Regions from separate parts of the Anas platyrhynchos genome. Here regions 1 and 2 are each linked to region 3. A link is a contact called in public Hi-C data. All regions are on one chromosome and are shown on one strand. The core of a region is the stretch at or near the end of the contact, and the rest is flanking DNA. Distances in the headings are between cores, read along the strand shown. Region 1 holds the start of SDR42E1 (short chain dehydrogenase/reductase family 42E, member 1). Region 2 holds the start of MPHOSPH6 (M-phase phosphoprotein 6). Region 3 overlaps LOC140003459 (a long non-coding RNA gene).

Region 1 (4,400 bases), core at 1,877-4,376, 50 kb after region 3:
AACCCTGCTCTCCTTTAAAAATATTCCTTTCTAATCTAAATAGAATGCTTAATCCTAATTTTGAACATTCCTGTTCTCTCTACTCCTGTTCTTCTCATGACACGGATGTTGTTTTAGACTTGTTAGTACTGCTCTAACCAAATGTTTTTGCACGTCTTGCGATGCAGCTTGTTTAGATCTAGTTTTGAGTCTTGTACTTCTCTCCCACTCTATTGGTTCAATGAAAAAAAAAAAAAAAAAAAAAGGCAGAATTAAATAATACCAAAAAGAAATCAATTGAGTAATATAAAAACAGTAGACTAAGGTTTATTTCCACAGATGAAATACTACTGCTTCCTGAGATGGTACTGTTGGCATGTTATATTTTGATGACAAAAGTAATTTTACTGGTTAAGTATTTTAAGTTTCAAACAGAATCTGATGAAGTAACATACAATAAAAGAAGAATAAATGAGTTCATTACTCAAGCTTTCCACCTTATGTGGCTCACTACAGCTGCTTATTTAGCTCTGTGTAGTTGCTGATTTAAGGAGTTCTTTGCAGTCCATTTCAGCTTCATTTCATCTAAGGTTATGGCAGATAACACCCTATTTACACTGCAAATGGTTCTATCCTGACATATCTTGTCCTAGCCTGTAATTGCACATATCAATACAATCTCTTCAATCAACTGCAACATAGTTTGATTCTCTGCATGCTGGGATATATGCAAGATGTACTATAGCATGGCACCCGCTCTAAATGTCTAGTTCTTTAAAGTGAAAACGGTAGTGGAGACCAGCATTGCAGGTTAGGAAAAAAAATATATAAAAAATAATAATAATAAAAAAAAAGAAGTTAAAAAGGCTGGATAAGCATTCCATCATACAAAAAGTAGAAGTGGAATTCTATTTATTTGATGGTAATATACAATCTAAGATAGATTCAGAAAGTCCATTAAAATGTTAGGGAAAAACAGAGTCTTACAGGAAATCATTGAGATAGCATGAACAAACAGATTGTGCAAAATGTGATCTGTGTCAAGTTTTAAAGTCAAATCTGTCACTGTAAAGTGAGGAATGACTGTTTCCTACTATGTTTTGAAGACCAACTAAATTAATAAATAAATAATTATATGAGTTCATTACCATGATAGTCATTTAAATTTTACAATATCTTAACCACAGCTTTCTTATATTCATAATATTTACACTAATTATAACATAATCTGACACAATTCTTTCACTGTACATAACTAGGCAGAAAACAAGAAAAAGCAGAATGTAGATGAAGGTCTCAATCCTACAAGCTGTCCAGCACAGACATATCACAAAGCCCAGTAGACAAACTGTCATACTGAAGTTAACCTATTCAAATGCAAGGATTTACCCACACAACATGGAAAGCAAGGTCAGAGACACAGTTCAGATAGCTCCAGGATTCTCATATTTAATATAAGGATATATAAATGATTTTTATTATTGCTTCTGAGCTAGAATTCTTATGCCTTTATGAATACACTGCAAACTATTTTAAGGGATGATTCAAGGCTGCCTCAAGACCCACTCTTCTGCACCTACAGACAGCAGACAGGGAATTATACCATCAGATATGACTGAAGGATGCCCTCCAAGCCAGACACTCCACACATCTACATAGATGCAGCACTTCTGCATAGTCAGGTTGTTCACAGGCTGACCACAACTGATAAGCGTGTGACATGCAAGTCATTTGCTCTGCTCACATGCAACATTTGCTCTATGCCTGAAATTGCTGTTTAAGAGCCACAGAGGTTCACTGGCAAAAAATAATTGCTAAAAATATATATATATATATATATATTTAGTGCTCATAGTATTCTTTTCAGAATCTGCTTAGTTTTAATTCTTGCCATTCGTCAATCAAAATAAAACACAGCATATTTTGTCTACTTCTCTCAAGGTTTTGCAAAATGGAAACTCATATATTTTAAGTAGTTTTGACAGTGAATTCACTTTTTGAGTTCTTTTTGACATTCCCCAGGTGACTCACACTGCTTTGAAAGAAAAAGGGAAAATACTACAAAACAGACTTTGAAAGTGTAATTCTATGTTGTTTTCCTATTACTGCTCTCTCTTGTAGGCAGCTTGCACTGCATTTCTGATGCTTAACTCGGGAGCAATTCTGTTGAAGTCAGTCACCATTACGCATTGCTTCCCCACTAGCAAAAACATTTCAGCCTCTCCATGAGATTAACACTCTTCTGTTAGCATGCTATACAATACAGGCTTGTGATAGATGAACGTTAGAGCAACTACATGTATTAGTTATTATTTAGCCTTTGTGCAGCACAGATTGCACCGTGAGAATCTGGGATAACTAGCACGACATCAAGCTGTCCCATTTCTTACTCAACTCTACGAGAAATAAAGTTCTTCCAGATTGATGACAATATAACAATAATGAGAACCTGTGTGCTCTAGAGGAGAAAGAGATTTATGTATCAACGTTTTGTTCTCTAATGAAATCATCGTCCAAAAATAACTGTAAGGTCTTACATTACACTTTCCAAAATGTGAAGCAAGCCTGGGGAGGCTCTGTCACCAGGTACTTTTAACACACTTCAGTGAAAATGAGTTCCAGAAGCAGGACACATCTCAAACAGGTTCATGGCCCCAGGACACCGTGAATACACAGCTCTCCTGAAGGTCACAACCTGTTCGAGAGTGGCCGAGGTATCTACACACCACTGTCAGCAGCAGCATGGCCAGAGAGGAGTTGGACTAACTGGTGCTGTGTTTTGGCTCTCAAGCAGTACACAGAAAGATACTGGGTTAAGCAGGCAAAAAATATATATATGATTTATTTTTTTTTTAAGATTTCCAGTGGTAGGCATGTGATGGAAACCAGCATTTATTAATGGGCTCCTGGTGAGGTTGCAATTACGGTTTGTTTTTGAACTACAGAGGCAACTAAAGACTTTGTGCACACACAGAGCGTCAGGACTAAAAGAAAACAATTAAAAATGAGGGAGACAGAAAGTTAGTTCTATTTTTATTTTCAAGTATAAACAGTGGAACGTGACAGCGCGACAAGGCTCAGGCTTCAAAGATAACTGGAGATTCCTCATCTTAAAGCACCTCACAGTGAACACCAAGCTCTGCTCAAGTATCGCCGGGGAAGGAAAGGAGGAAAGCAGTATCTGCGGGGGCACAGACTGACACAGCACGGCGCACACCATGACACAAACCCAACGCCCACCGCCCCATTCCCCCCCGGGTCGCCCTGCGCTCTTGGCAGCCATTTTGTGGCCCGGCGCGGGAACTCCATTTCCCGTGGAGCCCGGCGGCCCCGCGGGGAGGCGGCACGGAGCGGGGCCGGGGCCGGGGCTGAGGTACGGGGCTGGCGGGGCCTCGGACCGGCCTCACCCGCAGCGACCACCGCGGCCAAACGGGCAGGGAACGGCCGCGGAAAGCCGGGGAGGGAAGGCTGAGGGCGTCCCCGGAGCTTCCCAGCCGCGGAGTCGCTGCGTTTTCGCGACAGGCAGCGCTGCTTCAGCTATAAGCTGGCTTGGGAGCAATGCCAGTTTCCGCCTTGCCTGGCAGATGGTGGAAGGAAGGGCCTGAATCAAAGCACGACCTATAGCTGGGAATAACCAGACACGTTAGAACTCGGATTGGTTTTAACGTGCTTTTTTACTGTGTGTTTTATAGATCGATTTCCTTCAACAGCACCAAAGGCAAGAGGATGGAGGCAGAAAATGTTGCCAAGGAAACGGTCCTAATTACTGGAGGAGGTGGCTATTTTGGCTTCCGGTTAGTGCATTAAATAGTTATTACATACAAGAATAAATGTAATAGAGCGCTGTTGGTGAGGCAACAGAATCCGTCCGTGAAAGGAAACCTACAGGATCTAGGGCTTGAGCTTCCTCACCTGGTTCACCCCATCGCCTGATGGTTCCTATTGGGGTCTCGTTTTTCAACAAACAATCATATACTGCTTCTGAATGTTTTAAGCAAATACATTATTCTGTTTCCACATGATTACAAGACAGTTAGTCTCAATATTTAATCAGTCTGGGCAACTTTGTAACAGGAATTTACATTTTTATCCTCAAAATATGTAGGGAACAGGAGAGAAATGCCTGGGTTCTTCCAAAACGCAGTTAAAAACACCAGTTAGTGGTGTTGTGTTTTTTTCCCTTATTGTAGTTTCCCACTTTATGTTTTTTCTTTTGTTTTCTTTTCCTCTAAGTAAAGAGGGAAAGAATAAATTAAAAAGATATATTAGAATAGTTAATAGGCTTCTCTTTCCTCCAGGTGAAATGTTTCATGCATTACTGTGTTATGTATATAACATGTGGTTTCCGTCCTGTTTTAGTTTAGGTTGTGCCATATACCAAATGGGAGTGGATGTGATTCTCTTTGATGTCACGAAGCCAC
Region 2 (4,641 bases), core at 893-3,392, 36 kb before region 3:
GATGGCAGATGTAATCCAAAAATTTCCTTTAGGCTTTTTTACTGCCGAAATAGATCAAATTCTGTGGCAGCCTCTTTACAATCTCCACTTTTCTAAATAAACATCACACAGCCCGTGCTGCGTTTACAAAAAAACACTTCTCCCTGTCTGCCTGAACGCATCGAGGCGGGCTGTCAGCTGATATTCTGGCACACGAGACAACCAGCAGCAGCATCTTTGTGGGAGTCCATGGTGCAGCGCTTAGACCCCAACCGTTCATGGGCTACCAGAGGGCTGAGACTGTCGATCCCAAGCTCTTGCTCACCAGGAAGAACACAGAATAATCCTTACGGTTAGATGACTTCAAAACCCTTTGCATTGTTTCCTCCCCGCCCCCTGCTAGATACTACATTCCTGCAAGCCATTTAAAATTATTTGATTACAAAGATGAAAGAGTTGGTAGTGTCACATGAAAGGTATCATACAACAGGTATATGCCATGGCTGCATCCACGAAATACTGTAAGCAGAGGCTGCAGGGACTGACAAAACCTTGTTATGCTGGCAGGACAGGGCGATGCACAAAGAGTTAGAAATAGCTGTTGCAAAGGGCACCAAGCAAACCAGGCATAGCCACTGCTCAGTGGCTGGAGACGTACTGGTGGGTACGCGGTAATGTATTTAGGAGTCATCTGAAGTACGTTTCCAGACTATAAATTAACTGAAACTACTCAGAAAACAATAAATAAATAAATAAATAAATATGGGTAACATTGAAAACTATGCAATTAAACACAGGGCTCCAATGTACAATGATCAACAAAAAGCAAATACTTTATTAGAATGCATGGCAAAGAGAAAATAAGGCCAAAAGTTGGGAGCTAATGGAGGTACTGTGCTGTTGTATTAACCAACAGTGTTCCCTTATTTTTTTTTTTTTAAATAAGATACAAGTATAGTCATTCTTTGACACACATTTGTATTTGGAAAACTGCTAAATTCTTCCAGGTTTCTTTTTATGAGAAGCGCTGGTAATGTTAGTGATGGAGTGAATAGAGAAGGATCTAAATGTGAGGCTGAATGAAGCCGGAGAGTTCCCAAACTCGGAGAGAGACTTTCTCTTTGGGGCCTGGAGTTTCAGAGCACCTCCCAACTCATTTACAGAGCCTCAAAATGAAGGTGTTTTGCCAATATGAAAATTAAATTCAGTGTTGTGGCTCACCCTTGAAGTGGTTGTGGCTCTGAATGTGCTTCATTCATGTTTGTGGGCATTTTAACCCATTGGGCTTAACTGTGTAATAAATATACCTGGATTTGTATAATTCCTTCTCCTCTCCCACTGTAATCAAGCTTTGCTCTTCATTTTATGCTTTTATGGGTGCTATTAGATCATAAATCTTTAAAAGTTCTTCAAGCTCACTTTGACCTGCATCCTGCACATATGGGAACTTCTCTTCCTCGATTGCGTTTCTGAGCACACCAGTTCATTACAGTTTTGAACACTGAACTCTCACTCTTACTACTTTACTGCCTGCTTTATGTGCCAAATGTCAAAACAGGCATCAGAAATCTGATTTATGAGGATGTATACAAAAATTGTGGTTCCTGCTTGTGACTGGGAATCAACTAGCAATTTCCTACCAGGATTTCTATTTAAGATACCAGGGCCCAGCCTGGCAGCCTAAAGATGGCACTGCCAACCTTGAATTCAAAAATCACCATCCAAGACCCTTGAAACTTCTTGTAGTATCTTTGAACTTACTTGCTTTCCAATTTTAACCACATTTGACTAACCTGTGGGTCTTTTGCAAGTAAAAGTCAATGCTTATTTTCAAAAATTGAAAGCCGAACAAATCGAGCAGTCTCCAAATGCCAATATGCAAAAGATTTGATAATCTCTTTCCTGTTACAAACATCAGAAAGGTATGGATCAACCCCTAAGCCTCCAGAGCACACAAACGTTGATAAGAAATCTAAGCTTCCCCTACTAATTTGCCATTTTCCATCGATTTATACCCTGCTCACAGAAGCACTCCCCCTCACCCCATACACCCAGCTCTATACAGCGAAGCTGCTGCTTTTTAATCGCTTCTTTTCCATCGGCCGTGCGCCCTGACGGCCCCCGCAGGCCCCGCCGCTCCTTGGGGCTGGGCCCGGCCCTGATCGCGGAGGGTGGAGCCGAGCCGCCACCGCCTCCTCCCCCGGCTCCCCCCCGGCCTGCGCGGCCGCGGCGCTACTCGAGCTCGGGGATCCAGCGCGGCCTAGTGCCAGCGCCGCGGCCGCCATGGCCGGGGAGGTGAAGACGAAGCTGTCCAAGAACCTGCTGCGCATGAAGGTGAGGCGGGGGGCGCCGGGCGGGGAGGGGAGGAGAAGGGGAGGCATGGAGCCCGAGCTGGGGGGGGGGGACGGGACGAGGAGATGGCGGCCGGGCTGGGCCTAAGCTGCGGGGCCGCCCTCCGAGCCGCCCGCCGCCGTGGCTGTCCCTTAGGGGTGTGCGGGGATCCGCAACTGGGTGCCCCTTGCAGGCTCTGGGGACGTTTTGCCTTCCTGCATGTGGTCACTCTGCTTCTGCCCTGTTCTGACACAGGCACGAGTGTCTCTCTTGTGTTTTGTACTCTGCACGTGGCTTTGTTTGCTTTTTCTTTACAGCTTTTTGCTCAAACTTCACTAGCAAGAGGCTGTTTTAACGAGCTGCCCCAGACAGGGTTTCATTTTTTGTCTGTTTCCACTGATAACCAACAAAGTGCCCAAGCACAACGCCTGGCCCTTTACCACCTTCCTCCATCTTTTCCCAGTCACAAACACAAGGGCTGTCTGCTTACTGGGTTCTGGTGCACGTTGCATAACACAACGCCTAATTCAATAAAGTACATTCTCCTGTGAGGGATGAGTCTTTAATGATGGAAAACAGACACTAGAAAGTGTCTACACAAAAAGACAAAAAAAAAAAAGCCTTTTTTTTAATGTTAATACTCATTACTTTTTTATAAGTGATTAGCCTTTGTGGCTTCTCGTTTGTGGTGTTTTATTTAACATGCGGGTTTTTTTCACCTATTTATGTGGGACCATGTTTCAGAAACTGCCTGAAAGGTTTTAGCTCCATATAAAGTGGGCTCTGTTACAGTAAGATTGTGCAGTATTTACCACAATTAATAGGTACTGCTAATGAAAGGCTAACATTTGTACACAGGGGAAACAAAATGCATCCTGCCTTGCTCCCAAAGGTAAGTAAATGATGGGCTTAGTTAGCCAGCAGCACAGGACAGAGTAAGACTCCCTTAACCTAGATTGCAGCATCATTGATTTTTGTTACTTTTTTGTAATACTCTCTTCTTAGGTGAAACTTATGCTGCTGGTTTTTGCCAGTTTATTAACCCTCCAGAGATTTCAAAGGCTAGTTTTTAGATTTCCTTCCTTGGAAGGCTGTGGGGAACCAGACTGTGAATGTGGTGCTGTGACATTTGCAGATTTAGAGTCCAGGCAGTAGTAACCAGCTTAGAAGAGATGAGTAGGTTTTGAAAAGGTCATACACAGATCATGTGCTTAGCACTTTCATACTGCAAAACCTGTTTACAAATGTTTTAATTAATCTTTTAGCAGCTGCCTCCACGGGTAGTGATAAGATGTATCATAACAATTTAGTAGGCAGGTGAAGGGGCACCCAGAGGTGGCGTGTGGTCAGTGGTAGTGTTGTGAAAACCCTTTTCACCAAGATCCAGACTATGCACACCTTTTGATGTCAAATGGTGGCTCATGCTTTTAGTTCCTGTACCATTTGATCCAGGTCCCATTGCTTGGGGGAACTTACCTAAATAATCATGCAGTTACTGCCTTACATACTCTGCATCTACCATGGTTGGTATATTTTTAATTCATTCACGTGTGTTTACATTTCTGATAAACACAATCACATTTTTTTTTTCATCCAGCTATTCCTGTAGTAATCGTGAGGAACATAATCTTTAAAATGTAATGTGGAATGATTATTTAATTGCGTGCTTGTAGCAAAATTTCTCCTGTTGAGTTTTCTGACTGGCTAACCAATTTCCTTGAGCAATATGGTTTTCCACATGATAGATTCCCTTATTTTCCTCAAGTAGATACTGTAATTTTAATTGGAAAGCTTTGACATATTTTGGGTCGACTCAGAAAACAAAAGTCAAGTTTTCTTTCATTAAAGATCTTGTACAAATGCATACAAATAGAAATATAAAAGGAAAATGAGACACTATATTGGCTTATATGTCAGGGTTTGGTTTGTTTTGCCTGGACATTTTGTAAAGACTGAGAAAATGTGGGTATGTACACATAATATATATTACATATATGTATTACCTATATACTTTAAATCTCAGTAATTTTGGATTTTTGTGGGAGGGAAGTGTGTAGTGATGTCTTCTTGGGCCTTATGCCCAAGTCAAGCGTGCTGTAGCTGGGACCAAAGCTATGACCGAGTCTCTGCTAATGTCTGAAAGACAGAAGAGCCCCACCGGCATGTTATCTGTCAGCCTGCAGGCTTATCTAAATACAGAAATGATGCTGCTTTAAACGAAAGGAGTACGATTAGTTGATATAAAACTCCTCTGCAGTGTTGTGCCTACAGGTTTGCTTTGATTGCCACAAAGCAATTTTTGTACAGAAATGTGTATAAACAGCACTGGTA
Region 3 (4,365 bases), core at 1,413-3,912:
AACAAGCAATTTGAGGAACAATTACACGAGTTCTGTCATTCCTGCTACTCGGATATTTTATTTTTTGGAGAGGTAGGTGGGTGGGAAACCTTTTATCTCAGTGAAGAGTAGGAAACAGAGAGGTATAGTGACAGCAAAGAAAAAAAGAAAAACATCTGCACCTTCAGAAAACACATATTCATCACAATGCACTAATAGGAATCACAGAAATCATACGCGTTCGCAATGACAATGCCTTCCCTCCACCCCGCTGCTGAATCAGGAGCACGAGCAGGGAAAAATCGGAGATATGCTCGGGGTTGGCAGCACTCCCCCAGACTCACCCGTGCTGTTTTGGCTGTGGCAAGGAAAGTCTGGAAGTTGGGGGAAGATTCAGAAGCAAGGAGCTGGTCCTGCAGGGCCCCTCCACACCGATCCTTGGCATCCAGTAGTCCCACCATGAACACGATCAGTGGAAGTCATGTGCACGGCGCTGGGTGTTTGCAGAGAGACAGATCTTTCCTGGAGTAAAAGCACAAGGTGGTGGAGTGGAGGTTACTGTGGCAACCTGCAGCTCCTGCCTTTTCTCCCTGCTACGCTCAGGAGCCATGCTGGGGGACACTGGTGTCACAGGCTCAGCCGCTTTGGATGGCACAGACACATCCCTGGCACCAGCTCTGGCTCTGCTCTGCTGCTCCAAGTCCCTTACCCTCAACAGCATTATTTTTCCCAGCAAGGACCAGTTTGATCCTTGACCATCTGAACTGGTGAATGGCCTTTCCTGGGGGATGATGAACCTGCTTTAAGTGGCATCGGTCCTGTACATGCCAAAGTATCTGATGCACTTGAATTTGTCTCTCCCTTATGCATACACCTAAGGCATATTCTCATTCTCCAATGGCACCTGAGATGGGTGGGAATGTCTATTAGGCTTTCAGCTAATAATTAAAAGCCTGAACCTGCCTGGCTGCTGGGGACTCATGGGAAGGCCTCTGAAATTGGCTGGGAGCTTCCTTCCCAGCTTTTATTAAAAGCTCTCCTGAATGTTTCATCAGAAGAAATTTGACTGCATATTTACGTGGCCACAAATCTACCTGGTTTAAAGCCGCAAAATCAATGCTCTAAGTGCATTGCTTATCACTCTGGGTGGCTGTTCCGCTAACCTGACCATCGTGGTTTTCATCCCTTTGCACAGTGAAGGTACGGATGAGGAACAGCCTGAGGATTAACAGGAAGCCTTTGCTTTACTCCCTTTACTCCTTTTCTCGGTACCACATGGCATAGTTGAGGGAGGACTGCAGGACTGCAGGACCATGCTCAGGCTGCTCATCAGGCAGCCAAAAGCAGTAGAAAACAGCTTAATAAAATCAAATAAAATAATAAAATAAAATAAAATAAAATAAAATAAAATAAAATAAAATAAAATAAAATAAAATAAAATAAATAAAATAAAATAAAATAAAATAAAATAAAATAAAATAAAATAAAATAAAATAAAATAAAATAAAATAATATAAAATAAAATAAAATAAGAATCATGTCATTGCTCTCCCTCCGTTTGCTTTCCTCCAGCGCTGGGCCCTTGCTCGGGAAGAGCTGCGGATGCGCTGCGTGCTCCTGCCGCTGACGAGGTTTCATCTTGCTCTCCTCTCCCTGGGGAGCAGCATGTGCTTTTGGAAGCTACACACCATTTTATTAGTTCAATTCCCAGGCGCAAAAACGTCAAGCTGCTTTTATACGAACACGCTGCAATTTAGTACCAATGGCAAACTCTGCAGAAAGAGAGAGAAATGCAGACCTAGCCCGGATCCCTGTGGAAACCCACCCGCAACCGTTCCCAGCACTGGGAACTGGCTCTGCAGCATCCCTGCTACACTTTAATTTGCACCATCTCCTCCGTTTGTATCCCACCTCATTTCCTGCCCTTGGTTAATGATCTGATTTTGTGCGTTACGCGTTCAGAATGCTCCCTGGCAATAAATGTTTTATTTTTTCGCTCATAGCACCTTTGTGAAATATTTATGATCACTAGATGTCACTGTAATTTTACTCTGTCTCCAGCCCTACTGAACCAGTGTGATTCCCCATGCTCTCGTGTGCTCACTTTAAAAACCTCTTGAAGAATATATTAGTGATGAGACAAACCCCCAGCTGCTTTCCTAGTTTGGGTTTTCCTGTGGTGGAAGGCAGAGTATGCCTTGCTTCGGGCTTTGCCTGCACTTCCCCTGGCACTGTAGTTAATCACACACGTGTTAGAAACCCAGGAATGTCTATAAAAGCATTTTGCCTCTTTCATTTGCCTTTAAAGATTTTTACAGAATATGTTTCTTCAAGGTCAACAAAAGTCCACACTCCCTATTTCCCTAAACTGTTCCTTCTATGATTTCTCTGTTGTACAGTATATGGCAATGTAATTATTATAGGCATAGACATGCATGGGATTTTTATTTCTTTTTAATTGGAAACCTCAGTGCTGTGGAGTGGGATCACCTATGCATTAACCCTTTGTCTCCACCCGGTGAAGTTACCCAGTTCAGCAGGAGGACACATTCACTCCATATGCCAGGTCCCACTGGGGAACATGCCAAAAGCAGGACTTTCAAGAAAAATCTGTTATCCAGTGTACAGCGCAAAGGCTCCTGATGCAGCGCTGGTTCCAAGGAACTAAAGCTCTTTGCTGGCATCTTTTGGTGAGCAAGGAGAAGGGACGCGAGGGTCAGGGTGTCCCAGCTGCAGCACGGGTCTCACCACCTCAAAGCAGATAAATCTGGTTTTCTCTCTTTAGTTAACAAAGAAATGTGGGGAGGAGTGGAAGGAATTCAAATTTTGCTGGAGGAGGAATCTCTGTCACAGCTGTGAGGACTGGAGTGGATGAGCACCATGCAGGGCAGCACAGGGAAGACTCACAGCAGGCAAAATTCCTGCCCTTTTGCCCAGATTGTGCTGCCTGTCCAGCACCATTAATCGCAACATCTCAGACACCCTAATACATTGTGTTCTGCTACTGACTCTGTCTCACTTTTGATGAGCTTTTCTGTTCAGGATTAAATTTTTCATTAAAAAAGAGCTTAAATGAGTAAAGAAGCTTCTGGACAAGCACTTTTTTTTTTTTTTTTTTGTGTGTGTGTGTGTGTGTGTGTGTAGCCATCAGAGAAGCTTTCTTGATTCCCCTGAGGTCAAGTTCCTTTCATCTTCTCTGCCAGCCACAGCATAAAACCCTAAATTTCCTTTGAATTCTGTTGATTAGTTGGAGCGATGGAGTGCTCTCTTTAGAAACTCTCCACTGCAAATCTAGCCCAACATGACGGACCACATTCTGCCTAATGAGTAACAGCAGCACACAAACCAGGAGCTAAAGGGAGTTTTGAAAATATTGCCACTGAATTAAGACAAATGTTAGGGCTACGGTGCTAATCCTGAGAATGAGCTCATATCGACGTGTCTGTTTTAGGTGAGTGACAGGTAGACAGGAGTAGCTCTTTATTAATTGGAGACCCATTAGTCCTGGCTTAAAGCTGATGCAGAGCCAGCAGCACTGCATGGAGCAGGAGAAGTGTTTTTGGGGTGTGTTGGGTGCAGCCCCCCAGTCTTGCAGGAGGCACTGGCAATGACACCAGCTCTCTCATGGGGTTCCTCTGCCAGGAACAGTGCTGGAAGGGCTTTCATCAAGATAACTGTTGAAAAAAAGGTGAGGAACAATAGAGAAATAAACCGACTAAAGCAGCTAATTAATGTAAATGACATCCTGGATTATTTTTTTGTGTTTATAGACGTCTCTTCCTAAGGAATTGCATGAATTTCCTTATTTGTTTTGAAAGGTTATAAATTATCTAGGAACCTGACTGTGTGTACATAAAAAGTGTTGAAACAGTTCAATTAAAGGTGTGACAGCTTTAAGCCCCATTAAACATGGGCAGCTCCCTACACATAAAATCACTTGCCAGGCCACTGGCATACTTCTATGTAATTTGAGTCAATCAGGAGTTCTTTCAACATAACCCAACATAAATCATTATCAATACTAAATGAGGGATTGCATATTAAGAGCTTACACCCATTTCTTTTTATCGGTTTAAAAACAGGTTAACATTACATGGAACACAGTTCCAAAACAGACTGAAGTTATGTGAAACACCCTTACGAAAGCATTAGTGTAAATCATATTTTTTAAACAGATTTAATCATTGTTTACCCAGCAGTACCCCAGAAGACTAACTCGAACAATACAGTGCTATGAATTCATAGCACAGATTAGTTAAAGCAGATGGTAAGCCCGTGTGGATGCACTCCGTCAGAGAAAATTCAGCCATAATTGGATTTATTTTAATTCACTTATACTTTGACAACAGGAGAAATGCTGGTAAAGTTCCTCATGCAGACAAGCCC

The links. Hi-C and Micro-C count contacts between places; a contact is called where the count stands out from the background.
Region 1: a Hi-C map of F1 follicle shows a contact between it and region 3, with 2.2 times the contacts expected there. The contact joins the promoter of SDR42E1 here to the enhancer-like site in region 3. A contact is called at or near these places in 5 of 8 Hi-C or Micro-C datasets (F1 follicle, liver, skeletal muscle and 1 more).
Region 2: a contact with region 3 is called in a Hi-C map of liver, with 1.8 times the contacts expected there. The contact joins the promoter of MPHOSPH6 here to the enhancer-like site in region 3. A contact is called at or near these places in 2 of 8 Hi-C or Micro-C datasets (liver and subcutaneous adipose tissue).

The regions. Positions count from the first base shown.
Region 1 is chr12:4,812,160-4,816,559 of IASCAAS_PekinDuck_T2T, forward strand. It overlaps SDR42E1 (short chain dehydrogenase/reductase family 42E, member 1), which reads left to right and starts at 3,127. Exons shown (of 3, transcript XM_027466766.3): 1 at 3,127-3,352; 2 at 3,672-3,773; 3 at 4,339-4,400. The coding sequence starts at 3,198.
Region 2 is chr12:4,726,555-4,731,195 of IASCAAS_PekinDuck_T2T, forward strand. It overlaps MPHOSPH6 (M-phase phosphoprotein 6), which reads left to right and starts at 2,143. Exons shown (of 5, transcript XM_027466847.3): 1 at 2,143-2,313. The coding sequence starts at 2,263.
Region 3 is chr12:4,762,454-4,766,818 of IASCAAS_PekinDuck_T2T, forward strand. LOC140003459 (a long non-coding RNA gene) reads left to right here. Exons shown (of 2, transcript XR_011812171.1): 2 at 1,552-1,981. Among named protein-coding and RNA genes, the nearest start is that of HSD17B2, 33 kb to the right of the region's middle. Within about 2 kb of position 2,663, at least 2 of the 8 cell types and tissues checked have an H3K27ac peak or open chromatin away from gene starts, as enhancers often do. A contact at or near this core is called in subcutaneous adipose tissue, where this site is marked.